2 separate regions of the Gossypium hirsutum genome follow, and region 1 is linked to region 2. Evidence: chromatin contacts called from public Hi-C data. All regions are on one chromosome and are shown on one strand. Each heading gives the region's core, a stretch centred on a gene start, on an enhancer-like site or on the middle of the called end of the contact. The rest is flanking DNA. Distances are from core to core; before and after follow the strand shown. Region 1 overlaps LOC107900129 (G-type lectin S-receptor-like serine/threonine-protein kinase RKS1). Region 2 holds the start of LOC107901777 (pentatricopeptide repeat-containing protein At3g13160, mitochondrial).

Evidence for each region. A called contact is a pair of places that touch in the nucleus more often than the background predicts.
Region 1: a contact with region 2 is called in a Hi-C map of leaf, with 1.9 times the contacts expected there. The contact joins the enhancer-like site here to the promoter of LOC107901777 in region 2. A contact is called at or near these places in 5 of 34 Hi-C or Micro-C datasets (callus, hypocotyl, leaf and 1 more).

The regions. Positions count from the first base shown.
Region 1 is chrD06:41,987,500-41,994,818 of Gossypium_hirsutum_v2.1, forward strand. It overlaps LOC107900129 (G-type lectin S-receptor-like serine/threonine-protein kinase RKS1), which reads right to left. Exons shown (of 8, transcript XM_041095878.1): 2 at 6,858-7,319; 3 at 6,409-6,534; 4 at 6,107-6,300; 5 at 5,814-6,024; 6 at 5,483-5,720; 7 at 5,245-5,395; 8 at 4,778-5,159. The coding sequence ends at 4,857. Among protein-coding and RNA genes, the nearest start is that of LOC107900129, 9.7 kb to the right of the region's middle. Within about 2 kb of position 4,177, at least 6 of the 9 cell types and tissues checked have an H3K27ac peak or open chromatin away from gene starts, as enhancers often do. A contact at or near this core is called in leaf, where this site is marked.
Region 2 is chrD06:41,846,186-41,853,171 of Gossypium_hirsutum_v2.1, forward strand. It overlaps LOC107901777 (pentatricopeptide repeat-containing protein At3g13160, mitochondrial), which reads right to left and starts at 2,886. Exons shown (of 1, transcript XM_016827922.2): 1 at 1,244-2,886. The coding sequence starts at 2,703. The coding sequence ends at 1,579. LOC107901779 (oxygen-evolving enhancer protein 3, chloroplastic) reads left to right here. Exons shown (of 3, transcript XM_016827923.2): 1 at 1-195; 2 at 365-660; 3 at 773-974. The coding sequence ends at 871.

The DNA.
Region 1 (7,319 bases), core at 2,927-5,426, 140 kb after region 2:
TATTTAATGAAGGAAAAAAATTGGAAAATAAAAATACAATTATAATAAAATAAAAAGTAAGTTTATTTTTATAAAATAAATTTTAGTTAATTTTGATGTTATATTAATTAAATTATTATTTTTAAATATTAAATTAAAATATAAAATATTTGTATTAAATTTTGTCTTCAAATTGTTTTAGATTAAAATTGAATACAAAATTTCAATTAAAAAATTAACTTTAGTGGAAAAATCCAATCAAATAAAAGTAAAGCGGCAAAATTCAATATAGATTTAAAGTATAGTGGGATAATTTATCTTTAGTTCATAAGGAAAATGATAGATATAAATTAAAGTAAAGTATAGTGGTAAATTTTAATTTCCGCTTAAAGTATAGTGTCAAATTTCCATATTAACCCTTTTTATATTTATATAAAATATGTATTTGTATACTATAAATTCTATAGACGCGTATTCATATGAAAATTACATATTTAGAATAGAGGTGTACGTTTAAAAATAGCATACTATAAATATTGATGCATAATGTTTGAAACTAATAATAACAACAAATATGCACTATATACAAAATTAGAATAAAAATTTGTTTAAATTGTGCGTAAAAAGAAATTCAAATAAGTAAATATATCAAATTAAAAATATTAAATGCACTCTAATTGTTTGTCATGATAGTGTCATGTTTCTTGTGTTGACTTATGACATCAACTCAATCAACAATATTATTAAATTATAAAAATGATGTGGGTAAACAATTTTGTGTAATAATATTGAAATAGCAAAGAAAAGATTTAATAGATGGTGATGGCATGGGTTTAGATCTCATTTTATGCATTTTTTACTGGTTTTATGGAAACAATAAAAGAAAAGATAGAAGTATCGTCATAATAATATCAATTATTTTATACACAGAATGGTATTTTCATAATTTTCTTAATCGAGCTAGTGATTGGTTTGCTTGTGACACTAACTCAATCAAGGGTTTAAATATTAGCATAGATATTTCTATCATAAATTAAATTTTAGATTACAATAATGGTTAAAAAACATGCCATAAGGCCCTATACTCTTCACAAATTTGAAATTTAGTCCATGCACTTTAATTTTAGAATTTAGTCCCTTTACTTTTTAAATTTTAAAATTTAGGTCCAACTATTAACACCGTTAATATTTTTTGTTAAATTTGTTGGTGTGAAATTTGAAACAAAAAAGAATTTCGCTGGTAGCGCGTAATTAAAAAATAATGTTAACAATATTAACAATTGGACTTTTTGTAATTTTCTAATTGTTCCAAAATCTTATAAGTTGAATTAATCAAATTCAATTTTTCTCGTTCTATCTCAGAGTATCCATTCACTCGAAACTGATCCGCCTCCATTTCTACTTTTCGTAAGCGGGCCTGGGCCTTTTCCAGCCGTTCAATACCCCCCCGCGTAGTTCTTCTGAATTTCGAATAGTATTCAAGATCCTATCTTTTTGATAATCTAATAAATCACTTAATGAAAGTAGATTATCTTTCCATTCATTTTTTTTATTTCAAAAATTCCATGATCCCTTCTCGAACCAAACATGAACCTTTCGATTTATTTGGCTATCACGCTCAATTATTTCTTATTTATTGGGAATTAATTCTCAATATCTATTTGAATTTTAAATTTTAAAAAGTAAAGGAACTAAATTCCTAAAATTAAAAGTATAATGATTAATTTTTAAATTTACAAAGAGTATAGGAACTTATAACATATTTTAACCTATAAATATCCTTATTGTTTATTATGATTTGAATTTGGTTTGGTAAGATGTAATGTAATGGAATTTAAATACAATGTTAATAACAATTCTTTTAATTTGCTAACTACTTTTTTCCAGATTTCGATATATACAAATTCATTGAAATAAAAATAAGAAGTAAATAGAATATACTAAAAATAAAATATAATGATAGTAGGCTTTTAATGTTGGTGTCGAGATATCCAAATTTCATAAGGAATTGAAAGCGCATGCATAAATGTGAAAGTAACACATTCTAAAAGTTAATTCCAAAATAATAATATTTTGAAAAACGCAATTCACTTGAAAACAATAGTTAACTGGGTACTACATATTTCAAATTGACTTCACTCCGGGAACCAAACTGTATTTAGAAATTGAAAGATGGATTAAAAATCCCCAGAAAGTAATTTGACTTTATTAATGACATATTCAGATCCCAGCTTCTCCCTTCACCAGATCAATATACCCTTCTTTCTTATACAGAGCCAATGATGAATGCTTGTTTTCTCCACGCACCATAAGGCAACATCACATCATCAAAGATATAAACAAGATGATAGTCTCCAGTGGCAAGATTTTTGCTCCTAGGTTATTAGTTTTTAGGGTTTGCTATTATGAGCACTTTATTGATCATCACTCTCTTTAACTAGAAAATTGAAATGGTAAAAATCGCATGAATTGGATCATATTCTTTTTTTCTATTTATAGGAGGATAGATTGTTTGATCCCAGTGATTTGAGCAGGATATACTTCCTTTCTTATTTAATTGGATTTATTTTCTGATTTTTTATGAAAGTAAAAAAGAACATGATATTACCATTTAAAGATTAATTTAGGTTTTGATAATTGATAGAATTTCTAATAATTTTTCTGTAATAATAGAGATGAATATGACAATTGTGCAAGAAAAACGGCTTCTCACTTACCAATCTCATTAAATTGCAAGAGAAATTAGTTTTCAACCGAGTCTAAGATGTTGATTTGCCTTCTATTCGGAAACGTTAAGAGGGTTTATTATAGATTATAATTTTTTGAGTTTGGATTTCAAATTTAATTTTACATTTTAATTTAATAATTTATTTTACTTTTATACAATGCTAATTTAGCACGTCTCTGTCAAAATCAACCCATGAAGACATCAAAGTATGGAGTGGGGAGGCAACTGGAGACTTTTCAGTAAGGAGTGCCTATAAACTATTACAGAAATCTACAATAGATCCTAATGTTTATTTACAGACCAATACTAAAAATTTCTACAGGAAATTGTGGAATCTACACATGCCCTCAAAAATCAAAATTACAGTGTGGAAAATAGCGTGGAATTACATTCCCACTTTTTCCAATCTAAAGCTAAGGAGAGTGATGACTGAGAACCGATGTCGGAGGTGTGGTCAGGGAGAAGAAGACAGCACTCATGTCTTCCAAATGTGCCCTATAGTGAAAGAAATATGGAGTCACTTAAATTTTTCTTGGATACTTAACAATAGTCAGTTAGATTTGTGGAGTTGGCTTACCTGGGTATTCAGCCAAGGGACAAATGAACAGTGCAGGGGGTTTTGTTGCGGGCTCTGGTTAATCTGGACAAGCAGAAATAAGCTATTATACGAAGGCAAATCAAGCACCAGTTGGGAAATATCCAAACAAATTAAAAGTTACATTCTGGAACTAGAAGGTATTAAAGACAAGGCACTTAACTCGGAAACCAATGTGAGGCCTAGACAAAGGCTACAAAGGGCAAACCCGGCCATCTTTTTCGATGCGGCTTTTGACTCAGAAATTCAGATCTGCGTCAGGCCTAGTAGTTAAAAATGAGGAGGGTAGAATCGTTGCAGCAAAATCGATCCTTCATGACAATGTTGCATCTCCGTTTGCGGCGGAAGCATATGCAGGATATCAAGCAACAAGGTTAGGAATTCAGATGGGCTATCATATTTTAGACATAATAGGAGATTCAAAAACAGTGATAAAAAAATGCAAAAATACAAATCGAGACAAATCAGAAATAGGAGCAATCATCAGTGACATTCAAAGCCTAAAGGATTACTTTCAAGAAGTCAGATTCCAGTTCATCCCAAGAGTTGAAAACACAGAAGCCCACCGATTAGCAAAAGAAACTCTCAAGAAGGAAGAAGAACAGTACCTGGAGGGAGGGACCTTAAGCCTTCCTAGAGGAGAATCGGAGCCAAACCGCCTGGGTTCTTCAGAATAAAAGAAAAGGGGAAAAGACTTTGGTTTTCGGCATTGTGGTGAGACGTTTGGAAGAAAGGATGCCGTTTGAAAAGCAAATAAAAAAGCAAAAGATTTGAAGGGATTTGCTTTTAAATCATTTATGAAGACTAGCTGGACCGTTCGGCTGGAGAACACTTTGAAATTTCCTTTATTTTTTCTATTGTTGTTTTGTTTCGGATGGGCTAAACTGAAGATAGCCTGCCTTTGCTGCCTTCTTTTATTATTCTTAGGACTTATTTGTTGGGCTCAGCCCAATGAAGGTTTCTTGTTTCATAATTAAGTTTTAATCCAGTCGGATTTTTTCCAAAAAAAAAAAAAATCTTATAAAACATAAATTATATATATTTAATAGAGGTCTTTTATGTAAAATAATTAAAAATGTCCTTTGTTTGTAAATTTTATTATTCTATGATGTTGTACGAATTAACAAAAAAAAATGTTCATTATAATATTATATTGATAGTTGAATACTTTTTTTTATCTTTCTTCTTAAATTTACAAACCTAATATTTATATTCTAAAATATTTATTTCAAAACTCAAATATATTACACTAAATCCAAACTTAAAATAAATTAATTAACCCAAATCTCAAGTCTAAACTAAAAAGAAATTAAACTTAATACTCAAATACAATTTGTAAAAATTTAAGCCCAACCAAGATGTAATTTAATAAAAATAAGATTTTATTAAAATATTAAAATTTTAATAATATTTTATGTTTTACTAATTATAATTATAAACATCAAAATATACTAAATTACACATAACTATTAATAATGTATATTTTATTATAATCTATAACATAATAATAATTACAAATAATATTATTTCTGCATAAAACATTGTATTTTATCTCTACCGAGCATCAATCATGGTGAGTGTCACTTCATTTATAGACTTAGTTCCTCCACTAATTGATATCTCGTCGCTTTTGTGAATTTTCTTCGCTATAAATGCAGGTTGTTCTGGCGATGGAAGAGTGGTTTCGTTACTCAACATAAAAACAACTGTCAACATTGTTGGTCGATTTGTTGCACATTCTTGAACGCACAATAGCCCAATTTGAATGCACTTCAAAATTTCATCGGTAGAATATGAATCAGCTAATGAGGAGTCAACAACTTCCATGGCTTTCTCTTCTTTCCATAACTCCCAAACCTGAAATAACGTTGTTTGGATAATCATTTGAATGTCTTAATTGTTAACACTTTTACAGAATTGTACTAAAAATTTGGTTACTTACATGTCCAACCATATTCAACGACGGACTATTGGGAAAATAACTGCTGTTCTTTTTTCCAGTGATGATCTCTAACAGCAATACTCCAAAGCTATACACATCGGATTTCATTGAAAAGTGTCCATGCATTGCATATTCAGGCGACATGTAACCACTAAAATCATACGACAAAAATGAAATAGTAAGAACACGTTTGAAACCTGTAGCAGTTCTCTCGAAACTTTGCATACCGAATTCTTACTATGTTCCAACTACACGTCTGGTATCCCCTTCCATTTGGTCTCCTCCAAATATTCTAGCCATGCCGAAATCAGAAATTTTCGGATTCATTGCATCATCTAGTAATACATTGCTCGCTTTCAAATCCCTATGAATGACTCTTAACCTGGAATCATGGTGGAGATACAACATTCCTCGGGCAATCCCACAGATAATTTCCAAACGCTTTTTCCAATCCAATAGTGATCTTTTTGAGTCATCTAAAATCAAAAGTCAAAATTTAAAAGGAATCATGCATAACTTAAAACAAAAGTTGTTAGCATAAGTAATCAACAATTTGAAAGAAGCTATACCGAAAATGATAAAGTCTAAGCTTTTATTTGGTAAAAATTCATAGACTAACATCTTCTCTTCACCCTCAACGCAACATCCTAGTATCCTTACGAGATTCCTATGCTGAAGTTTTGCAATTAGCACAATTTCATTCTTAAACTCTTGTAGTCCCTGACTTGAGGAATTTGATAGTCTTTTCACTGCTATTTCTTGGCCATTTAAGAGCACACCCTGCAAATACAAAGAATTTTCCTTCAAGTACAGATAAGGAGTTTTATTGCACGTCCACATCTTTTTTTTAGAGAAAAGCTACCTTGTAGACAGGGCCAAAGCCACCTTGCCCAAGTTTATTATCAGAAGAGAAATTATTAGTGGCAGCGGCTATGGTGCCCAAATCAAAGTAGGGTAAATCTCCATTTCTTCTGCTCTCATCAATCTCTTTTTCACCTAAAGAGTCCTTGAATGAGGTAAAGCTAAAGATATTTTTGCTTTTTCTTGCTCTTCCTGCTGTCAATTCAATTGCAAATTATATCCTAATATAATTTAAACTCTATCTTATTTGGCAACGATTAAAAGTTGAATAAAAAAAGCTGGTACAGAAAATGTGAGACGTACCTCTTCTTTGCCTTCTTAGAAAGCAACGAGAAAGGGCAATTAGTATGAGAAGCACTACAGCCAAAGAAACTATTATAATCGCAAGCACTCCCCTGTTGTGAAGTAGACCTTTCTTTGTATACCGAGCTAACAAGTTGCACATATGATTGCATATGAAAGAAATCAATTAAAAATTAGAACACAGAAAACAAACAACACCACGAGAGTAAATAAAAATCTTTAAAGAGATCAATACTTTTATTTAGGATTAAAATGAAATATGGTCAAAGTTGATACTCATATAATTAATTAACAGGTGTCAAGTTATGTAAAACCAAGTTATGCACTATTAATATTTCAGTTATATCGTTATATTTTAAAATCAGCATAAATAAATGCATGTAATAATAACCCATACTTTTTCTTTCTATGGTGCACCTAATAATAACCTTCATTAATTTAGTGCTTACCTATCTCATTTTTATCCACTCGTATGTATAGGTCTTGTCCCGTATAGGTATATTTCCTCGCATCCATCAAATCTCCATGCCAAGTCAAGCAACCAATCCCTCTTCCAGTCTCTGAGTTAGCACTAGCATAAGCCATGCAAGAACAATTTCTCAAGCACTTTTCCTTGCATTGCTTCAATCCTATACTCATGTTTACAACTGCCGCAGAAGTGTCAGGCACCTTCGCATGTGGAAACTTGACGAACCCTTCTCCATTTCCACACATGGAGACACCTCGCTTCCTCACGCATCCTCCTGCCGAATCTCCTATGAACCATCCTTCGGGTGATTTGGGTTGGAATCCTGGGAAGCATGTACATTCTAAAGCACCTGCGAGATAAGGGTTACAGTAACCATTTGGCCCACAATACCCGTAAAAATCACAACGTTCCGTTGGAGCCGAATAAAAAACAATCCAACGTT
Region 2 (6,986 bases), core at 1,636-4,135:
ACAACAGAGTGGCTGTGGGTAGGTCTGGTTTCACTGTCAGAGCTCATCAGACACCGGCCGAGCCTGAGACTGGACGCAGAGCCATGTTGGGTCTTGTTGCTGCTGGTTTGGCCACTGGCTCCTTTGTTCAAGCTGTGCTTGCCGATGCCAGAAGCATCAAGGTTGGCCCACCTCCCCCTTCCTCTGGTGGACTGCGTAAGTCATCCATTCTTTTCAATTTATACAAATTTAATCAACATTGCTTTGTAGGCCATGGTCCATAAAGAACTTGAGAACTGGAATTTTAGCTGGAAAAATGGAATCATTATATATTTTATACATGTTCAAATTTTGTAATTTGATGATGAAATCGGCATGTCGGCAGCTGGAACTCTGAACTCTGATGAGCCAAGAGACCTTGTTCTGCCATACAAAGACAGGTTCTTCCTCCAACCACTTACTCCAGCTCAGGCAGCACAGAGAGCAAAGGAATCAGCCAAGGATATTCTGGGTGTCAAGAACTTGATTGACAAAAAAGCCTGGCCTTATGTCATGAATGATCTCCGTCTCAAGGCCGAGTATCTCCGCTATGACCTCAACACCGTCATTGCTGCCAAGCCCAAAGATGAGAAGAAAACTCTCAAGGACCTCACCAAAAAGCTCTTCAGTACCATCGATGATGTATGTTTTTGAAGTTTTGCTTTGGGTTTACCTGCATAATTGCTAGCATCATTTAACATGGTAAATTATCATGAATTTATGATATATTTTTTCCTTTTGGTTTTTCTTACAGCTTGACCATGCAGCCAAGATCAAGAGCACCCCTGAAGCAGAGAAATCTTACGCTCAGACCGTATCTAGTCTGAATGATGTTCTTGCCAAGCTGGGCTAAGAGAATGCTTAATGATATTTTGATGTAAGATAGCTTTGTTCATCGTTTGTAGAGACACTTTAATTTCTATGCTATCTGAAGGAACCTTTACCACTTAACGAAATTGAAACTTGTTTAAACTAATAACCAATCAATTTAAGATTTGTTGGTAAACAAGGCACACTTTTTGCCTAGCTTCGTTGCAGTCGGAATGTTTAGACTGAACTGTTTCCCCTTAGATTCCATTAAAGTTCACAAAAGTTGATAAGAAAATGATCCTCCAAGCTTAATTTGTAAACAAGTTATCATTCCTTAACTCATCAGTTCGTAGGCACAGGAGAAGAACCACAAATATCACTCAAAGTTGAAATTCAAGTAGAGAGAACAGGCGCATCCCAAAATCATACAATTCATTTTGATCCCAAAACAGAGCTAATATAAAATACCAACTGCAAAACAAAGATGATTATCAAAGTTTCAGTTCCAAAATTCAATTCATCATGTAACTTTGAGGTTCAATACCAAAAGCTAAAGCTGCAGATGATAGGAAATTATGAAGCAACTCAGAAAAACTAAATCACTGACTAGAAAACAGATCAATATTACCTCCACCACTAACATGAAAGTAGTTGGCTGCAAGAGGTAAAAAAACCTACTTGCTTTTAGATACTCGTTCAGACTAGATTAACTATAATGAAAGATAAAATAGCTATGGTAAAACCATGGCACTACTCTGCAGGCATTTTCAGCTTATAACGACAGAAATTATTCGTCTTAGCAAGCTTCACCAGTTCCTTTGCATCTTCAACCTTGGAGGCTTTGACCAATTCATCCACCACTCGCTGCAACAATGCAGCATCAACCAATTTCTTTCTACCAAAAATCTCCTTGCACAGCTCAATGGCAAAACTCAAATCACCCTTCTCACAAAGGAATGGAACTAACATCGTAAAAGTCAGCTTATCTGGTGCACATTCATTTTTCCCTATTTGATTATACCACTCTTTAGCTTCTTCCAATTTTCCCTCATTAACACATGCTCTAATCATATAATTGAAGGTAAACACATCAAGCTTAAGTCCTTTACTCCTCATTTCTTCAACCAAGTTAACTGCCTCTTTCATTTTCTTTTCAGTTGAAAATCCAAGCAACTTAGCATTATAACTCCTAATATCAGGCTCCACATTTTTCTCCACCATTTTACCCCATATCTTCTCCCCATCATCAAACCTTCCATTCTTAAAAAACTCATATAAAAGCGTGTTAAAAGTAATCTCATCCGGCTGCACACCCTTCTTCTCCATCTCATCAAGCATCAATCTAGCAGAATCTAAAGAACCCATCTCACAGAAAGCCTTTATAACCGTATTATAAGAAACCAAATCTGGCTCAACTGACAACCTTTCCGGCAACTCCTTGAAAAACCCATTAACCTTATCAAACTTTTTGGCATTCACGCAAGCTCCCATAAGAGCATTGAAAGACAGCAATCCTCTATTCGGCATTTCATCAAACACCTTGTAAGCTTGCTCAAACATGCCCGATTTACCATACAAATGGATTAATCTAGCACTAAAGCCTTCTTTGGAAATATCTTGGTATTTCTTCTGATCTTCTAGGACTTCTTCGATCCATTGGAAGCGCCCAGCTGAAGCAAGGCGACGAACAATATCTTCATAGATGCCGCTTCGTCTGCGGAAGCGGCTGTATTCGCAAGATTTCTTGAACTTTTCAACGAGACGCTTGAGGTCCCGCTCTTTGTAGAGATCCTCCGAGAATTTCCGAACGGAGTCGGGCTGTGGATTTGGGGTTGTGGAGAAGGCGCGGCGGAGGACGCGAGTTAGAGATGACATTTTTAGGGGTTTAAGGACGCGTGTAGCCGTACGGGTGTAGAATGAGGGGTTTAGCGTAAGAAGCTTTCGGTTTTATTGTTGGTTTTCCTTTTAGTTTAAAAAAAAACGGAATTAGATTAATATCCGGAATAAATCCGGATTCAAATTAGAATAGTTTTTGAAGAGAGACTTCACATGTGATAAATTTTTCTCAAGGGTAGAATCGAATTTGGGCCATCAATATATTATTTTTGTTTTAATATTAGTATCTATAGATACAAGTGTTCATTGATATTTTTAAATATTTTTTCACATATATATAATATAACTTTTAGTTTCTTAATAAATTATATAATATATATAGGTAAAATTAGATGTATATGCCAAATTTAAAGAAAAATTAGGGATTTAGTCTATTTTTCTCGAAAATTAAGAAAATAGGTCATTTTAAAGAGAGAGGACAAAAACATGCCTTATAAAACGCGCTTTCAAGTGACGTGGAGTAGAGAGGTTGAAAACGCGTGCGTTTTAACCATGTGGTGTCGCCCCGTCCCAAAATCGGATTTCAAAAAAAGCCTTATATAAACCATTGGATTCCCAAAGGTTAAAAAATCTCAACTGTTGATTTTCTAACCGTTGTGACCAACAACTAGTTCACAAACAGCCATTTCTTTCTCCAATAGTCATTTTCTTTTTCGTATATATACCCTGCCTATTGTTATTTCTTTTCATTTAATCTTATTCTCTCAATTCCCTTAATTCCTTTATTCTCAAATTTTCTCATTCAATTTCTTTCAAATTCTTGTTCTCTCAATTTTCTATTTTGTAATTTCTTTGATTTTATTTTATTTTCATAATTTTAAAAAATTTTAAAATGTCAATGCGTCTAATTCATTTGAATTACAAACACATTTCTGGTGTCCAATTACAAATGGTAAGAAATTATTACTATATTTGCATTTGAATTAATATAATTATTAAGTTGTTAATATTATTTTTTTAATTTTTTATGTTTATGTAATCAGGATGAATATTGGATTATCAAGACTTATGACTTACCATAAATCGTAGTGGCAATTTAAGTCCCTTTCGACACTTAACGAGCATGTTTTTTAGTTGTTTTATGTTTATTTATTGTATTTTTCAGTATTAGTAGCTTAGATCTAAATATTAGCAAAATAAATATTTTTACATATGTTTTAAGTGTTTCAACAACATGTTAGGCCAACTTGGGCCTCGGGAATGATTAATGGGTTATTTGAGTGTGTAAGGTGCCATTTTAGGCCAAAGAATACAAAGAACGATGGTCGTATTGCAACAAAAATATGTTTTGTCGCGACACAAAACTTCGAAGCCAAAAACGAAATCCTAGGACGAAACAAGATGTGCGTGTTACGGCATAGGGGTGTGCATGTCGAGACATAGCTTCTACGCTACCTAAAATTCCTGTGCATGATGACTGGGATTTTTATGGCAATTACGGGTCTTTTTCCAACCTAAAACCCTAATTAACATTATAATTGAAGTGACACTTTAGTCTATTGGATTTTTACCTAGTTTTGCCTATATAAACAACCTTGTAACCTCATTAGAAGGAGAGTTGACCTAAGGAATCGCCCTAGGGAGTTTTCATACATATTTCATACTGATACGAGTTACAAAGGCTCAATCCAAGCCCAAACAAGAAGACAAACCATGCTTACTTGAAAATCAGGCTAAATTGTCAAAGTGACCCAATTTGTAAAGTTTTATTTTTTTAAATACTTAGTTTAAATTTTTATGTAAATATTCAGTCCAAGAGGCCCAATTAAAAGCCATTGGCCGAATTTCCATTTAAAATTAAAATAATTAGGAGTTTTTTTAGTTTTAGTTTTCTAATTAGATTAGAAAAATATTTGAAAAGCCTATATAAAGGCTTGGCCAGCCACCTTGTTAGAAACTTATCAATTATATCAAAAATTTCAGATTTGTTTAAGTGCAGAATTCTCTTTGAGTTTTTCTCCAAAGATTCTCTCTTGGGTTTTCTTTAGAAGTTGTTTTAACAATCTTTTGATTGTGGGAGCCATCTTCAGCCTTCTTCTTGCCATTGATATTCTTTGGAGGGGAGATTAGAGCCGTTTGAAGGGAGTTGTGAAATCTTTCGAGATTTCAAGGCTTTTTAGGACTTTAATTTAATTCTTGCTGTTCAAGTTCTTTTATTTGTTTTTTATTGTGCCGAATCTTGATCTAATCTCTTTGTTGTTCTTTGTCGCGTTTCAGATTTGTTTAAACTCCAAGAACTCTTCGTTTAATCGATCTCTTGTTGGCAGCACATAATCGATTAAAAAAAATCCCAATTTCTAGGGTTCTTGCCATACTCTTTTTGGGTGAAATTAGATTGCCGAAATTTGGGGAAAACTATCTTGGTATTCAATTGGGCAGAATCGCAATCTCCTTTAAGGTTTCAAGAACCCTTATTAACACTTATTTCTATTCTCAATTCGACTCTTTGTTGATTTGGGGATTTTATTTCAGATCTGGAAATTCAAAGTTCTAATCTTTTAATTTTCTGTTTCGTTTCAGATCTGATTGTTTAGAGCTTTCGTAGGAGTTTCCCGTGACTTGGCAACTCGATCTTGGTCCGCACGCAACCCTATATCACATACTTTTTATATAAGTTTTCATTTTTTTTCGTTTCTTTTTAGTTTTTATTTTAGTTTTCTTATGTCCGCTTAATCAAAATTTTTCTATTCCGACATGAAGACGACTGCAAGCAGAGATTGTTTCAGAATCGCGCTTCAATTATTTATCAATAAGCATTCTTTTTTCCTTTATTTGTTTATTTTGTTATTTATCTTTCGTTAACTTGATCAACTAATGTTTGTATGAATATTGGGATAAATTCTTGTGCGTATTTTATATATTGCATGCTTTAGTTATAAAACTAATTTACTGATTAAGTAATTATTTATCTAATATTGGGTGTTTATTCAAGAGTACTTAGTAGTTTAGGGAGTGACACCTCTAGTAAAATATCGAGACAGGTGAGACCGAGAGGGTATTTTGTCGAGTATAACTTGTGCCAAACGGTGAGACTGAAAGTGTATCAGTATGTGTAAGAAGAGACCAAAAGGGCCTCTTAGATGGTAATCCTTAGCTAAAGGCGGTAAGTAACTCAGTTGAGGGTAATTAGTGATTTAATTGATAATTAGGGATTTAAATGATCATAGGCCGAGAGCTCATATCATTGACACTAGGAATAAGAAATTCAATTAGGTTAATTAATTTAATTAGTTTAATTAATACTTTAATTTGGATTCACGCTACTAATTTGTAACTTGATTAGATTAGTAATTATTTTTATAATTAATTTAATAATAATTTCTCCAATCTGCAATCCCTTGGGTACAATCCTCAGAATATTTATTAGTGTTCCATTGTAACAATAAACTATATTACAATTTGACTTGTTGGCTTACAGATACCGTACTTAATTATACATATTTTATTTCCATGATTTTGCTCTAAACGTTTGCACGTTTGAAGGTGGTCAAGTTGTTGGCGTCGTTGTCAGGGATTGCGACGGTGAAAATTGTTATTATATTGATTACCTTGTAAAATAATATTAGTCGAAAGACAAACGAGCTAGATAGTTTTCAAACTTTTAATTTTTTTTAGTGTGCTAAATTATTATTGTTTTACTATCTTATTATTACCTTGTTGACTAGTAGATTTAATCATGGATGAATATGATTAGATGTGGTTTACCGATGAGAGGCCTTCTTGGAATGACGAAGGGAATTACGTAACGGGTTGGTCGACCGAAGCTTCAATGAACCAATGGAGTCATGACGGAGCATACGAGGAGGGAGTATACGATCAATGGGAGATTATATCAAACTAAAGATCGCTCATGATAGAGTTACTACTCCAACGAAGATACGAAGCAATGAAACCATTGGAAGTGGTCGTACATGATGTTCCGAACTCTAATTGTAAAGACCATTGTATTGATGTCAACCACCCTGATCCAGATTATAAAAGTCAGCAAGAGTTAGATTTAATCATTATAATGTACATTGGCAGATACATGAGCAACATTTAGAGATGTCTGAATATCCAGCTAATACTCTTTGTGATTCGAATGAAATACCTTCGTAAAGCAATTGGACCATCCTTCACCGAAGAAGCATCGGAGATAAAAAATATGATAGCGCAATTGTTGAAAATGATGAAATTGGTCGAATAATAAATAAAGGTACGATTTCCAACGAAAGAAGTCATGCACAAGGTTTCCAACTCTGATCACGAAGACCAATCCACTA